Linked DNA regions of Triticum aestivum: region 2 is linked to region 1. Evidence: chromatin contacts called from public Hi-C data. All regions are on one chromosome and are shown on one strand. The core of a region is the stretch at or near the end of the contact, and the rest is flanking DNA. Distances in the headings are between cores, read along the strand shown. Region 1 holds the start of LOC123097802. Region 2 holds the start of LOC123097804 (protein disulfide isomerase-like 5-1).

Region 1 (2,943 bases), core at 141-2,640:
AACAATTGACTGCCCGTAACATTATTCATTAGGTTGACTTGGCAAATGTAACAGAATTTTAAAAGAGACCATGGTGACTTTCATATTTAGGACCCCGATAAATCCCGAACGTTCGGATTTTAATCATATCACCTGAAACGTTTTTTCATGGCAACTTTAGTTGACGCAAGGCGGCAGCTTTAGTTGTTAAAACACAGCAACTTTGTCCAAGTTCGTTTTTTTTAAAAGAAAATTGCCATGTTTGCCAACCTCGCGTGAGCTAAAGTTGCCATGAAAAACGTTCGGGTTGCCATGCTTAAACTCCGAACGTTCGGGATTTATCATTTCCGTATATTTATAATTTTTAGAGAAACAACGGAAGCTCATTCACTAATCATTTAAGAGAGCATTAATAATTGTCCGGTACGAATTGGAGAGGAAGACTGGCACAGGACCAACCCAAAGTCCTCCTATACTCAGGACTAGACTGTTTGGCACACAAGTGTTGCAGCACCCACCCATGGTGTACTGCTTTGCTTTTTACCTCGTCAACAAATGTTTGCCCAAGCACACTAGGTAGTAGGCATGGATCCCACATTGGAACCCTTTTCTCGTCAACATTCGGAAAAACAAAAGCCGGTAGAGAACGAGTGGGACTGATTCTGTAATCCGAAGCAAACCCTCGCCAAAAAAAGCAGCACAGCACTCTAGTTCGAACCCCCAGAGTTACTAGTCAGTTAGATCCATCCCCTCAAACCAGGGGAAATACTGCGCATAACGCGCACATCATGATGCGCGAGGACACAGCACGCGCTACACGCTCGGCCGGAGGTAGAGAGAGACGTGCACGCGAGGTAGAGAAGAGCGGCGGATGAGAGATCAGCGGCGGTTACCGAGGAGCGCGACGAATGCGACGGCGGCAACGACGACCCAGCACCTGACGGGGTCGCGGTCCTCGGGGAGGTACTCGTTCATGAAGCTGAGGCGCTTGCCCGCGGCCGCCGCCGGCCGCCGCAGCCGCCGCGCGAGCTCGCTGTCCTCGGCGCCGGCGAGGCTCTGCGCGGCGACGTCCCACACCCCGAGGCCCAGCTCCCGCAGCATCTCCGCCGTGGACTCGGCGAAGCCCCTCGCCTGCTGCGCCCACCCCTCCTCCACCTTCCCCTCCTCCTCCTCCCCGTACCAGCCGCCCCCGACCGCCGCCGCCGAATTGGGCGCCGGCGCCGCGCCCCCGGCCACGGCAGGGAGGCGCACGCCCGTGTCGCCGACGAGCGTGGCCAGCTCCTCGTGCCACGTCATCGTCGCCGCCGCCGCCATCTCGCCGCCACGGCGCCGATCACTGCCTCCCCTCGTGTGCGTTTGGTGGGTGTAACTGCGCAGCGCAGCGAGGAGTGGCGAGTGAATGGAGAGGAGACGGGGTTGAAATTGAAATGGAGGCGAAACTGGGAACTGTAGGACTAGCAGCGCTGGTGGGTTGGGTCCCACCGGCGTGCTTGGGTGGTTTGGTTTGCCTGGTTGGTTGTTCTGGGGTTGCTTTCGCCTCCGCGGGCGTCCGCGGATCTGCGCCGTAGGGTGCGAGGATCCGACGGCGAACGATGTTAATGAGCGGTTCGATTGGCGCGGAATGGCGTATGGGCACCCCGTCATTCGCACCGCAAAATGCATGCTAACGTCCGTTTTCATTTACTTCGTATATTAGATTTGTCTTGAGTCAAACTTTTTAAATTTTGACCAATTTTATACAAAACATTATTAATATCCACAATACAAAATCAATTCATTAGAATCATCTTTCAATATATTTGCATACCATGTATATTTGTTTTTTAACTTCATACCATATATATATATATATATATATATTATTGTGAAATTTAGAAGAAAAAAATTGGATAAATTTGGTCAAACTTTATAAATTCTGATTTACGTCAAAGCTAATATGTGAAGTAAATAAAAACGGAGGGGCACGTGATTCTGCTGAGGGTTCTTAGACCCAATAGCCAAGTTTTTCTTTCTCCTCTCGCAAGGTGACTAGGGAAAGTCTTCTTCCCTTCGATCTCCGGCAACGAGCCCGTGGATTCGCCGATGACAGTGAGAGTATTCCTAGTGCCTCGGCTTAGATAGGTAGAGTTTTAATTCTCACAAGGGCGGCGCTCGGACGGATGTCGGCGCTTCTTCTTCAAGTCAGCCTTTCAGGCTCCAATCCTCCTCAAGTTCGTTCATCGGAATGGATTAGACGGAGCTCCGGTCTAGATTCCTGCCAGCTCCTCGGAGCGGCGAGGTTAGGGTTTCTCATTGTGCGTATGCAACGGCGAGATTTGGTGTCAGATTCTTCAGATCGATTCAAGGATTCAAATGGCGATGATTGCGGCTACCCAACTCTGGTCCTTAGGGGCACGTGCACGAAGGCTTTCCGACTGTCATCGTCAAGGTCAGGCCGGCTCCGGTATGGGAGTGGCGACAGCGGCGCGTCGGCGGCTTGTTCTGGTGGCGAAAATGGCCATCCGGTTGTCCATGGACCTTGATGTAATCTTTATTATGTTTGGGGTGTTTTGTACTTTCGATGAATCTTTATAATAGGTATGATATTTTCGCAAAAAAACGGAAGAAGTACGATAGGTAGAGGGGATTCATTTTGTTCGGCGGTTATTATTTTTTTTACAGAAAAAATGATTTGATCATCAAACATCATGCTAGTACAAAGAACATCAGAAGTAACCAAAAGATGCATCCATGTACATAGCCCACCTAGCGATGATTATAATCACCGGAGCGAGTCGAAGGTGCACCACCGTCCCTCACCCGAGTCGGGCAAACCTTGTTATAATAGACAACCGAGAAGTAATTGGGCTAGCGCACCAGAGCAATGTCCATGGTCGATGAAAAGAAGCACAATTCGGAAAGATCAAACCTGTAGACACACAAACACATAGAAATGAAGACCAAATCCACGTAGACCTACCGAAG
Region 2 (2,943 bases), core at 235-2,734, 170 kb after region 1:
GGCGGCACCTGGGGGCGTGGCTGGGGAAAAACGAACCCCAGGGGCCGATCTAGCGTTGGCTCGCCCCCAGGCCGCTCTTTTTCGGCGCCCTGGGGGGCCGAACGGCTGGAGATGCTCTAAGGCATGTGCACGCATCTTCGTTGTGTGTGATGTTTTAGGTCCTTGGGTCATGCATCGTCTCATTAGCATGATTGCTTTTCCCTTTTTGGTATTGAGTCTCTAAGACATTGTGGTTTCTGATATATAGAAATCGGAGGGATCGCTCTCTTTTTCAGAAAAAAATGAGAGGCCAATTTTCCGACGGCTCCCATCTGCCAACGACCACTTGATCGTCGATGGTGAGTAGGGTCGTCGGATCTCGCATGTGTGGATCAGCTAGCTTTAGGTTTTAAGGCTCTAGTAACTTAGGTTTTGCGTCGTTCGACGTCTTGACTTAGGCGACGGCGACGACGCGGAATAAAGAAGCTTCAATTTTTTTTCAACGAGGCGATCAACTCTATTGTCGGTGATGGTTTTGAGAACTAGCATGTCCAAGTGGAGATGTCGTGGCGGCGGCGACATTCTTGTGGTGAACTTGTGTCCTCGAGCTTCGCATTGCGACAACATCTGCTCCAGCACCAACGTGAAGCTTGGGACACCGTCAAGGAGCGGAAGCTGATGGTGGTATGCATCAACGACATCTGGAAGACGGATCGTGTGCTTCCTTCGGGGTTGGTGGCTGGCGGTATGGTTTCCTCCTCCGACGTCTTAGTCCCAGATCTGGAGTTTGATGGCGTATCCGGGATGTTGCCCTGGTCTGATTCATTCAAAGTCAATGGCTTCGCTAGGTGGTCCACGGACCTGATTGTAATTTTTATTACATTCGGTGATCTTTGTACTGTCATGATTGAAAATGAATAGATTGAACGTTTCTTGAAAAAATGTCCTTGCCTTTCGTGAGCCATCTTGAAGATCTGTAAACGTGCATATCATAAATAGAGTCACATCGAGCTCGGATGAGGAGGTGATCCGTCATTTTTTTCATTTGGGGCCTGCTCAGGAAGTGCCAGAGGCAGGTGAAGTGTGTTGATGCCAAGCTCAGGAGATTCTTCGGTCTTGATTGTAATTTTTTTCTTGACTGATGTTCGTTTGTGCAAAAGCTAGCTATCTAATGTTATTAACGTGACTTGTAATATGATCTTTATGATATAATTTTGTTTAGAAATATATTTATGATATAAATGAGACACGTATTATCATGATAAGTTTTTTGACAACAGTAGACCCTTTTTTCTCCGAGCAAATAAAGCCGATGAATAATATGAACGCCGAGGGAGGCGAGCACTGTGGCTGACAGCCTATGGCAAAGCAAGAAGGCGACGACAGTGGCCCACGTCCGGTCGGAGGCCCAGGTTCCACATGCTTTCTTCCTTTTTTTTTCTTTTTTGAGGTCAGGGCTATGCTTAAACCCGTGTCATCGTCTATCCTAGCCCGACCCGGCCCGGACCGGCCCAGTGAAATACTACATCGACCCACCCCGGCTAGCGTATCCGCCTTCTCCTTGTCTCCCCGTCGTCGCCGTGGCCGTCCTCCGATCGAGCCATGGATCCGGCTCTTCGGCGCCGCTCCCGCCTCCCTATCCACCTCCTGCTGGTGGCCGTCACTTTACTCGCCGCCCTGGCCGCGCGATCCGACGCGGAGGTCATCACCCTCACCGAAGAGACCTTCTCCGACAAGGTACCGACTGCTTTCCCCTTCTCGTGTCTCCACCCTCTTCCACCTCCTCATCGAGATGTAATAGTAGTAGTACTCTAAGGCACGCCGCAGACCCAAGAACAGCTGATTCTTCGACTTATCACTTGGCTACGCTGGGATGCAGTGTAGCAGGCGGTGTGCTTAGTTACTGACATGTAGCCGTTTCCCAGATTTGCTACTGATTCCAGCATGATTTCTTAATAATAAACCGATAGATCATTATTCTTGGTGTATTAATTGTTCCAATCATGGAAGGTTCGGTGTTTAGATGCGGCGCGCCATCTGAACTCCTGTTTTGGTTCGAGTTACTTCGCTGCAATGCTTGTGCACAGCCGTTGCTTAAGCCAGTTTGGATTTTTTTTCTCTTGTGTCTAGATAAAGGAGAAGGACACAGTATGGTTTGTGCAATTCTGCGTCCCTTGGTGTAAGCACTGGTAAGCTCTACATGCCGTAGCGGTGACATGGATATATCAACTACAATGCGAGTTTTGACCGCTTGCTGCTAAACAAGGATGCCTTCTACATTTACACAGCAAGAGCCTAGGAACTCTTTGGGAGGACCTCGGAAAGGTTATCGAAGGTACGGATGAAATTGAGATCGGAGAAGTTGATTGCGGTGCAAGCAAACCAGTCTGCTCAAAGGTGGACATTCATTCATACCCAACATTCAAGGTGTTCTATGATGGCGAAGAAGTTGCAAAATATAAAGGTAATCCCTCTCACATCTTACTTTTGTTTGACAAGGACAACATAAACTAGATACTACTACCATGAAAACCATGTTGGAATCTATTGCATGTGGTTCAATACTCTTGGAATGGCGATAGATTTTAGAAACCAAAACCACGCTGTTGACTTGTATTGTGAGAGTAGGGCATGACTCTTAAAAGATTAAAACCTCTGAACTTGAACCAAAAGGTTGGAAAAGATTACATTTTAGGCGCGATTTTCGTATATAGCAGGATCCGCTAATGCGGAAAATTTAGAATTTCTTTTTTGGACCAGCCATGACTTGGATGTTACTGATATACTCCTCCTCCATTCACAAATATAAGATATTCTAACTTTTGTCTGAATTGGATGTATATAGACACGTTTTAGTGTGTTTGTTACACTCATTTCAGTCCGTATGTGGTCCATATTGAAATATCCAAAACATCTTATATTTGTAATCGGAGGGAGTATCAGCTAGTTCTTAACAGCAGAGGT

What was found. A called contact is a pair of places that touch in the nucleus more often than the background predicts.
Region 2: a contact with region 1 is called in a Hi-C map of leaf, with 8 times the contacts expected there. The contact joins the promoter of LOC123097804 here to the promoter of LOC123097802 in region 1. A contact is called at or near these places in 3 of 5 Hi-C or Micro-C datasets (all in leaf) and 1 of 1 datasets of contacts at active chromatin or transcription factors (leaf).

What each region holds. Positions count from the first base shown.
Region 1 is chr4D:341,617,370-341,620,312 of IWGSC CS RefSeq v2.1, forward strand. LOC123097802 reads right to left here and starts at 1,391. Exons shown (of 6, transcript XM_044519629.1): 1 at 873-1,391. The coding sequence starts at 1,293.
Region 2 is chr4D:341,784,211-341,787,153 of IWGSC CS RefSeq v2.1, forward strand. It overlaps LOC123097804 (protein disulfide isomerase-like 5-1), which reads left to right and starts at 1,485. Exons shown (of 4, transcript XM_044519632.1): 1 at 1,485-1,716; 2 at 2,110-2,168; 3 at 2,268-2,443. The coding sequence starts at 1,582.